Regions from separate parts of the Mus musculus genome. Here region 1 is linked to region 2. Evidence: chromatin contacts called from public HiChIP or PLAC-seq data. All regions are on one chromosome and are shown on one strand. Each heading gives the region's core, a stretch centred on a gene start, on an enhancer-like site or on the middle of the called end of the contact. The rest is flanking DNA. Distances are from core to core; before and after follow the strand shown. Region 1 holds the start of Fhit (fragile histidine triad gene). Region 2 holds the start of Cfap20dc (CFAP20 domain containing).

Region 1 (4,556 bases), core at 1,693-4,192, 1.8 Mb before region 2:
GTAGGCTACTCAGTGGATATATAACTACAGACAGTAACTTTTCGTCTTGCAGAATCCATAAGTAGTCCATAGTTGAGCACAGAGGGGTAATACAGACCCTGTTTTGTGATAGATAAACAACCTATTTCCAAATTATCAGTTCGGTATGTCTTTGCATCTAAGAATAACCATGTACACGTTCCCTTCTGATGTATGTTATTTCCCTGAAGCCAGTTGCTCTCTAATGATACTACTTTTCCTTTGTGTTGTCATCTTCCTACTTTTTTTATTCTTTCAAATGGAAATCTTTCTTGACTAAATTAATAAGTACTCTATCTTGGGTAAGGCTTATTCTACATTCCCCCATAGAGTCGTCTTGCTACTGGTTCCAGCCCCTGTAGCCTTCCTAGACATCATAACAAGTGGCCATTGCTTGGGCACCTCTTTCTGATGTTTATAGGTTAAAAGACAAAAAAGCGAGTCTGCTGTTTGTTATTAAAAGATCTTGGCAGCTGGACCTCAGCCCACACCTCAGATTCCCGATGTCAGCATGTGCTACACCTAGACCTGACTATGCCTAGAACATTCTCCTTGCTGGTCTATGTCAGTGTATACACATGACCCATAGTCACTGCCAAACTAGCCTGCTGCCTACTGGCTCCAGCAATTCCTATAGAGCTTTCTTACTCTAACACCTATCGCTCACTGCCATTTCTAATATACTAAGATGTAAATTGCTTGGCAGAATGAGTCCCCCCATTTGTCCTCTCATTTCTTTGTTCTTAATTCAAATGATCCTCTTGGAGCTATCATGATGGCAAGGAGACAGGTAAGTCTCCCTATCCTCAGGAATTTTATACTCACTGTTGACACAAAACACATGAATACGGGAACACAGGGTGAAAAGGAAGGAAGAATGCAGAGAGACACAAGGTATTACCTGAGAGGAGGGGGTCTGAGGTGGAAGGAATGAAAAGAACTGAGCAAAGTCACTCTTCGTATGGATCAACAGTAAAGCTTTGCTTTAAGCCCATGATTGGGATGTTGCGGTTTAAGTCTGCAGCCCCACATACTTACTGAAGCCCCTGGATTCAAAGAGGATCATGGTGTGGTCCACTAAACTGCTGTCCAAGCCTGGGCTCTTCTCAGTTCTTACATTGCCATCTTCCCAAGTCTGTGTTGCTGGGGGTACTAGGAGGAGATCATAGAGCTTATCCATGCTCTAGCTCATCTTCTTCAACTATGGCTGACAACCTGCAGCGGAACAAGCCCAGTTGCCATGTGTGACATTTAGATGATACAAGCTTAAGCTTGTTATTACGGAGGCTGAAGTTCTTTTCAGTCAAAGCCCCATTAATAAGAGAAGTTAGAGATGAACTCAAAGGGAAGCTTGAGAACAACTTTATTAGAATTTAGAGAACAATGCAGGCTAGGTAAGATTTGCAAGAGATACACCCCAGCAGCCATAAGGACCAGGGAGATGGAAGCACATCATTGTAATGGAAATGCACAGGCAGCTAAATGGCAAAAGGAGAGGTGGCTTCAGAGGGAGAGTGGAAAACCCAGAGAGCAAGGGAAGCCATTCTTAACCTTTGTCCAGTATCAGTACAAAAATAAAAGACAGTAAGTTACACTTGTCTGAGTCAGAAAGCAGCCCAGCGATGCCATGTGCTCTCCCTCCACACGGGCAGCAGTGTCCCCTCAGTGGGAACAATTTCTAGGAAGGACAGGCACAGTGTCTCACTGATGGGGTAATGATCCCTCTAGTCTCCTTTAGGATAGCCTGGAAGGTCGGGTCTCTCTACCCAAAGCTAGAGAAAGAACTTAGAACAAAGATACCGTCACTTTTCCATGTGAGACTGTGAATTCCAAAGCCGATGTTTACCTGTCTTGTGTTACCTGGGAACTGGAGATTGGAAGTGGTTTCTAAAGCTTTAGTTCTCCCAAACCGACCATACAAACCTTTTAGCCCCAGTAGTTTTTCTGGGCCCTGCTGCAAATCAGTGAGGGCAAAGCTAGAGTAGTGAAGAACCAGCCTGTTTCCATATTTGTCTTAAAAGCCATCTTATATTAAAGAAAACTAGGTTTATTCATGTTTATGATTTAAACTTATGTCTCAAGAATTGGGGCCGTGCCTGACCTGTACCCTTAACTACAAATGGTTCTGTTCTCTGTGTTTCAGGAATGGCAACCATATCTTTGTTTCAGAAGTTGTTTATTATAAACTACCTTTGTTCAAAAGGGTTGTTATAGCTACCTTGGCATGACCACTTTGTAATGCCCGAGTTGCCCCCACAGCTTTGTTTTAGGAGACACTACCTTGTCCTGTGTATGTTCTGCTCATGGAACCTAGCCTGTTTTGCCTGCCAAATTCCCCATTTTGGAAACCCTCTACCTGTGATCTATAAAAGCCATGTGTGTCTTCCTCACTTCCAATTCTGACCTATTGAACCCCTGCTTAGGGGGAGGCAGCCTGTACACATGAATCAAAAGGCTTGCTTTAATACATTTCTTGTTTTAGTCAATTTGGCCATGATGATTTGGGTCTGTGGTAGAGATGTAGGGGAGGGAAAGGCAGAGCTAAAGATTTCTGAGCTCAATCAAAAGCTTAAGTTGCTGAAGTCATTTCTCTTGTTGGTTTGCACACCAGAGGCAAAGTGCCTCAGCAGACAGCTGAAGAGCAGGAAGAGGCTCTGTGTGTGTGTGTGTGTGTGTGTGTGTGTGTGTGATCCTTAACCTCCTCACTCAGCTTGCTCCTTCCTGCATAGCATCATTGTTTACTTAGGACATTGAACAACATAATGAAAAGCTCAGGAACGTAAATATGCACACAGTGGATTACCAGGAAATGTGAGCCTCTGCCTTTATCTGTAGAGAAAGGTCAGAATCCTCCGCGAGAGCGGTTTCGCCCCGCCCCCCCACCCTTCACTCCAGCCTTTAACTGCAGCTGATCTTTGATCTCACTTCCTGAGACTCACAGCAGAGGGCTGCCTACCAGTCGTATCTGCTTCCTCCTCTTCCTGTGGATCAGTCCTCTGCTTGGAAAACACAGGTACCCCTAATTCCTAAAGTACAAAAGTCCACTCTGGAGGCTGCTGGGATGGACAGCAGTGTTGGAGGCAGACCTTTTTTGCAGTTATAATTCTCCTTTCTCTGCTCGTGCTGGGGCTTTGTTCGGGCTCTAGAGACAGAAAAGCACACGTGCTCCTCAGCAGAAATTCAAACCGCAACGATGCATACATACTACTGCAGAGGAAGCCAAACCCCGGGGTGGCATGGCCACAGATGTTCTTGGGACTTCCCCTGGTGGTTTCCCAGTGAAATGTGGCCACGTTTTTTGTTATCAGTGTTGAGCCAGTGGAGGTACAGCCCTGCACTGTCACCTTTAACAGCCTTAAGAATTTACTCTGTCTCTTAGGGACCTCACTTCAGACCCAATCAGAATTTGTTGCTTCTACATGGAAAAAGAGTTTTAGGACTAGCCAGGATGGGAAGGAGTTGATGATTGCATTAAAGATATTTTCATATACCACTTTTGTGGCCCAAAATTATGTCTGAGGAGATCACTTCGAAACCTTTTCTTGAAGGCTGGAGAGATGACTTAGTGCTAAGGAGCATTTAGTACTGCTTTTAGATCTGAGTTTACTTGCCTTCTCTTTCATCAGTGGAATGATGACCACCTGTAGCTCTAGCTCCGGACAATCCAATGTCCTCTTCTGGCCTCCAGGGCTGCAGGGATGCACTCACATGCACACACTCACACACACTTAAGTATTTTGTAATAATTAAGGAACACTTTTCTCTTTTCTCTCTATCTTGATGAGTGTGATTGGAGGGCGGCTCTGGAAGTGTGTTTGTTATCTGTGCTTATGCTAGAGAAGGCAACAGTGCAGTAGCACACGAGGGCTTTAGTACAGCCCTTCTCCTGTTTAGCAGGTTCTGGCGAGGTTCCTAGAAAATTGCACGTTTACAGCTGGGGAGTGGAAGAGCCTTCTTTAGGCAGTAGATAATTATGCTGGAATTCTTGCTTCTCTGCTGGGAAAGGCTTCTGACTCATCCTAGGTAAGGTTCTTTTCTCAAGGCCCCATAAGTTTAACTGTCTTTATCCTCCCTTCTCTGTCATTCAAGAGCTCTGTGCAAATGAGTTACCATCCCGGAGTGCAGCCTCATGTGAGCTAAAGTGGGCAAGGGTGCTGAAGAATTTCCACCTTGTCCTTGAGTAGATTCTGCTGTGAGTCTGAGAGCCTCGCACTCAGGAAATTTGGAACTTGATAAATTCATTTCACTTTGGGGACATCATATAGTCACAAATAGGAGAATAGAAGCTACCTTGTCTCGATGTCATAAGAATGAAATGAAATGCTAGTTGAGCATCCATCAACCATGCTGCCCCCTTAGAAGCAATTTCATGGTGGTATTTAAAGAACATTGCTACTACCTGGCTGTGCTTGCCTATCCAAGAACCCATTTCCTTACAGACCTAGGAAACAGCCAGCATTAGTCTCTTTCTGCAATAGGTTATGACAGGGACTTTTGACCTGGATAAGACAGATGCTAAGCATCGTCCCTTATCTCAC
Region 2 (4,205 bases), core at 1,222-3,721:
TTGCATGCATGTGCATGTGTGCACATGTGTGCACATGCATGCACAAACACACACAAATAAAGTATATTAACTAAGTTGATTTTTAACTGGGGTTATTAATTTATCCTTAATAAGTAAACTCTTAACCATAAAGGCTTGCAATGAAAGGGAACATGTCAAACATGATCATGAATTTTAAAAAAGTACTCAATGTGCTTGGAAGGAAAGCAGGGTGGGTAAATAGGCAGGCTGGAATTGGAGAGGAGGTGGAGGCTCAATTTTACAGCACCAACACAGGCTCTGAAGTCATGAAAGGATGAGAAGGAGAAAATTGGTGTGGCTGGATTCACTTTGGGTTTTTGTTTTGTGTGTGTGTTTACTGCGTGTGTGTGTGTGTGTGTGTTTACTGTGTGTGTGTGTGATGTGTGGCATCTGTACACGTTCATTTGGTGTGTGCACATGTGCATGTGGATCTGGGAGGAGAGCAGAGGTTGACATCCATCAAGTCTCTTTCTCCATCACTCTTCATTTTATTTCTGGACAGGGTTTGTCACCAAACCTGGAGCTCCCCAATTCCACCAGAGTGGCTGGCCAATGCATCTCCGAGATGGCCCTGTCTCCATTCTCTGCCTCCTCTGGATCTGGGACGACAGATGCACTGTCTTTTCCATGGGCACTGGGGATTAAACTCGGGTCTCAATGCTTGTATGGTAGGTAGTGGACTGACTAAACTGACGTCCCAGCCCTGGGATTTGCATTTTATAAAGATATTCTCACCACACCATAAAGTGTTATCAACAGAGTATTATAGGAGGGTCTTATCATAGCTTGGGGAAGAGAAAATGATCTAGCAATCAAAAGCTAAGTCAAAGTAGAGACTACAACGAAGGGCAGATGAGTCGATTTAAGCAGTATTTAGATCGAATGTTTACGTAGTGGATTAAACAGAATGGGCTGGTTATTTGCTATTGCATAAAACTTAACCCAATTCAGTCGTTCCCAATACTTACCATATAAAAAAATCTATGAATTTGGAGTGTTCTCTGACTCAGTCAAAGGGAGGTGATCAATGCTGACTAAGGTGGTTTGAACTATATGAATGGCCTCTGTGGCTGGATTTAGAATCACCAGAGGGACAGACCTCTGGGTGTGTCTGAGGGTGTAAATCCACCCTGAACATGGATACATGGATAGTACCACCCCAGGGGCTGGGATCCTAGACTAAATAAAATGGAGAAAGGTCTGAGTCAGTAGCCATCTCTGCGTTCTGACTACGGATGCAACGCGATCTCATGTTCTTGTCACCGTGCCTTTCTTGTGCTAATCCAGAAATTCACTGCAGAAAAAGCAATTCCGTCATTTTGGGCCCAGTCTGAGGCAAGCTTTATTAGATATTCAATACTGTCCAAGAGATGGCTTTTGGTCAGGACCAATACCTGGAATTTCCCTAGTGAGTGGCCCTGAGACAAGTGTTGCAGAGGGTTTGTAGAGACCAACCTATATAGGTCACCATACTTTTCCATGAAGCTAGTCTTATATTCAAAGAAGTATAACTCCCAGCATCCCAGGAGGTTACCTGGTCACTGAGGATGTGGGCCTTACAAGTTAAATTACACTTGCCATGTCAGGTATTTTGTGACAGTAACGGAAAAAGTAACTAATAAAGGCTTTGCCTGTCTTCACATGCATTCTCATTAGAGACTATAAAGTCGACACACAGGGGAGAGAGGGTGACAGAATGGTGAGCTGTAGCCAAGGGATGGCAATTACCAAAAGGATTCTCCTCAGGTCTCCAGAAGGAATGCAGCCCCGCTGAATCCTTCGTTTTGTATTTCCAACTTTCTGAACTACAAGAGAATAAATTTCTCTCATTCTCAAGACACTTTTGTGATAACTTTTTACAATATCCACAGCAAACTAAAACTCTCTTCCAGGGCTGCTCCCTATCTGTGTTCAAGGCATTCAGCCCAAGTCGAGATTATTTTCACATTCATTTAAACACTGCCTTCCTTCCTTAACACACCGTGTAACCCGGGTGCAGGTAGGACCTAAGGTTTCACAGCTAGCCTCTCAGCGTGGTATCTGGAGCACTCACCTCCGCGTGCATCACTTTGATTAAAGAAGTCTTACCCTTTGAAGGGAGGGGTTCAACGACTTTGAATAAACACCCTCATTTCCTAGCTATTCCCAAACTAACATTTTGTTATTTCTCAAAGAACCCAAGTATGGGAGGATAGGAATCAAAGACCACCTTACCAAACAGCAGTTACCAGAGTTACTACTTAGAGGCGATGTGAAGATACAAGATCTGAGTGAGACCCTGGCTTAAGGAACCCTACACCTTTTGGGCTGGTGAGTTACCAGCTGTTACAGGTGGACAAGCCCCTCAGTTGCCTGGGCAACGGCTCAGCAGCCAGAGGGAAAGCACTCTGAAGGGCTCAGTGCGCAGGCGCCTCCGGGGAGCCAATGGGCGCAGTAGCAAAGCCCCGGAGCGGGCTGCGCGGTTCCCGCGGGCGCGGTCGGTTTGTGCCCGGAGGTAGCTGCAGGGCGGTCACGTAGGTTACACGCAGTCACTCGGCGGAGCCCGCAGGCCGCTGTGCCACCCCCTGCCGCGGCGCCCCGGGCGGGGACCAGAATGGCGCGGGTCGGCGGCTGGAGGCTCAGCTGACTGCAGGCGCGAGGTGCGGAGGCGAGCCCGAGCCAGCGGGGCCCAGAGCCGGCTCTGCCTGTCCTTCTTCAGCCAGCAAACTCTGTGCCTGCCAAACACAGGGCCCTCTGCGGGAATGTTCAAAAATGAGTACCAGGTAACCCAAAAGGACTTCCACACTGGCTTTCTCCTCCGGGGTGAGCTCGCCGGTGTTCTGGTGTGAATCTTCCACTCCGGGGATGAAAAATAGTGGATAAGTTGTCATGACCTTGAGGTGTGCACGCTCCAGCTCAGTGCTTTCCTGTGCAGAATCAATGGTTCTGATTAAAAAGCAGGTCATGACCCTCTTCCATTCCACACACCCGGAATCAGAATCTCCAGCACAGGACCCAGAAATCCTGAGTTGTTAAACACCTGGGGTTTTCACTCTTGATGCCCTCTGGTATCTCAGAGCTAAGTAGAAAAGTAAATGAATTCCAGAATGAGTCCTTTTAAACCCAGAATTAAAGTAAGCACGAGTTATTTTTCCTGTTTGTGACTGCAGCCTGGGGTGCATCAAGATTAGTTGGGGAGTACTTACAGAAGTACAGATTTCCTGGCCCTCCCTCTAGATCTGGAGAAAGAAGATGTGTAGGTGGGGTTTGCCGGTCTACTTTTTAGAGCAACTCCCAAGCTAGTCTGATCCAAGTATTGCATTTGGACAGGCTGCTTTTGAGAGAGAGTTCAGTCACCTTGTCCAATGAAAGGCTTCCTGCACCAGCTCTTCTGCCCTAGGTCTTCTTTACTCATCTCGAAATGAGCGTTCCTTCAGTAACTGTTCCACCCTTTTCTCTGTAACTCCTTCCGTGGATGCTTTGTTCCCCCTTCTAAGAAGGATTGAAGTATCCACACTTTGGTCTTCCTTCTTCTTGACTTTCATGTGGCTTGTGAATTGTATCTTGGGTATCCCGAGTTTTGGGGCTAATATCCACTTATCAAAAAAACAAAAAAAAATAATAACAATAATAATAATATCCACTTATCAGTGAGTGCATATTATGTGTGTTCTTTTGTGATTGGGTTACCTCACTCAGGATGATATTCTCCAGATGCATCCATTTGCCTAAGAATTTCATGAATTCATTGTTTTTAATAGCTGAGTAGTACTCCATTGTGTAAATGTACCACATTTTCTGTATCCATTCCTCTCTTGAGGGACATCTAGGTTCTTTCCAGCTTTTGGCTATTATAAATAAGGCTGCTATGAACACAATGGAGCATGTGTTCTTATTACCAGTTGGAACATCTTCTGGGTATATGCCCAGGAATGGTAATGCTGGGTCTTCAGGTAATACTATGTCCAGTTTTCTGAGGAACCACCAAACTGATTTAAGAGTGGTTGTACCAGTTTGTAATCTCACCAGCAATGGAGGAGTGTTCCTCTTTCTTCATATCCTCAGCAGCATCTGCTGTCACCTGTGTTTTTGATCTTAGGCATGCTGACTTGTATGAGGTGGAATCTCAGGGTTGTTTTGATTTGCATTTCCCTGATAACTAAGGATGTTGAACATTTTTTTCAGGTGCTTCTCAGCCATTTGGT

The links. HiChIP or PLAC-seq counts read pairs in DNA pulled down with a chosen protein or histone mark.
Region 1: an H3K27ac HiChIP or PLAC-seq map of regulatory T cell precursor shows a contact between it and region 2, with 12 times the contacts expected there. The contact joins the promoter of Fhit here to the promoter of Cfap20dc in region 2. A contact is called at or near these places in 2 of 39 promoter capture datasets (cranial neural crest and embryonic stem cells) and 1 of 115 datasets of contacts at active chromatin or transcription factors (regulatory T cell precursor).

Annotation. Positions count from the first base shown.
Region 1 is chr14:10,451,844-10,456,399 of GRCm38.p6, reverse strand. Fhit (fragile histidine triad gene) reads left to right here and starts at 2,942. Exons shown (of 7, transcript NM_001308286.1): 1 at 2,942-3,031.
Region 2 is chr14:8,664,556-8,668,760 of GRCm38.p6, reverse strand. Cfap20dc (CFAP20 domain containing) reads left to right here and starts at 2,471. Exons shown (of 16, transcript NM_028934.3): 1 at 2,471-2,783. The coding sequence starts at 2,763. 4930455B14Rik (RIKEN cDNA 4930455B14 gene) reads right to left here and starts at 2,371. Exons shown (of 6, transcript NR_045968.1): 1 at 2,236-2,371; 2 at 1,750-1,826.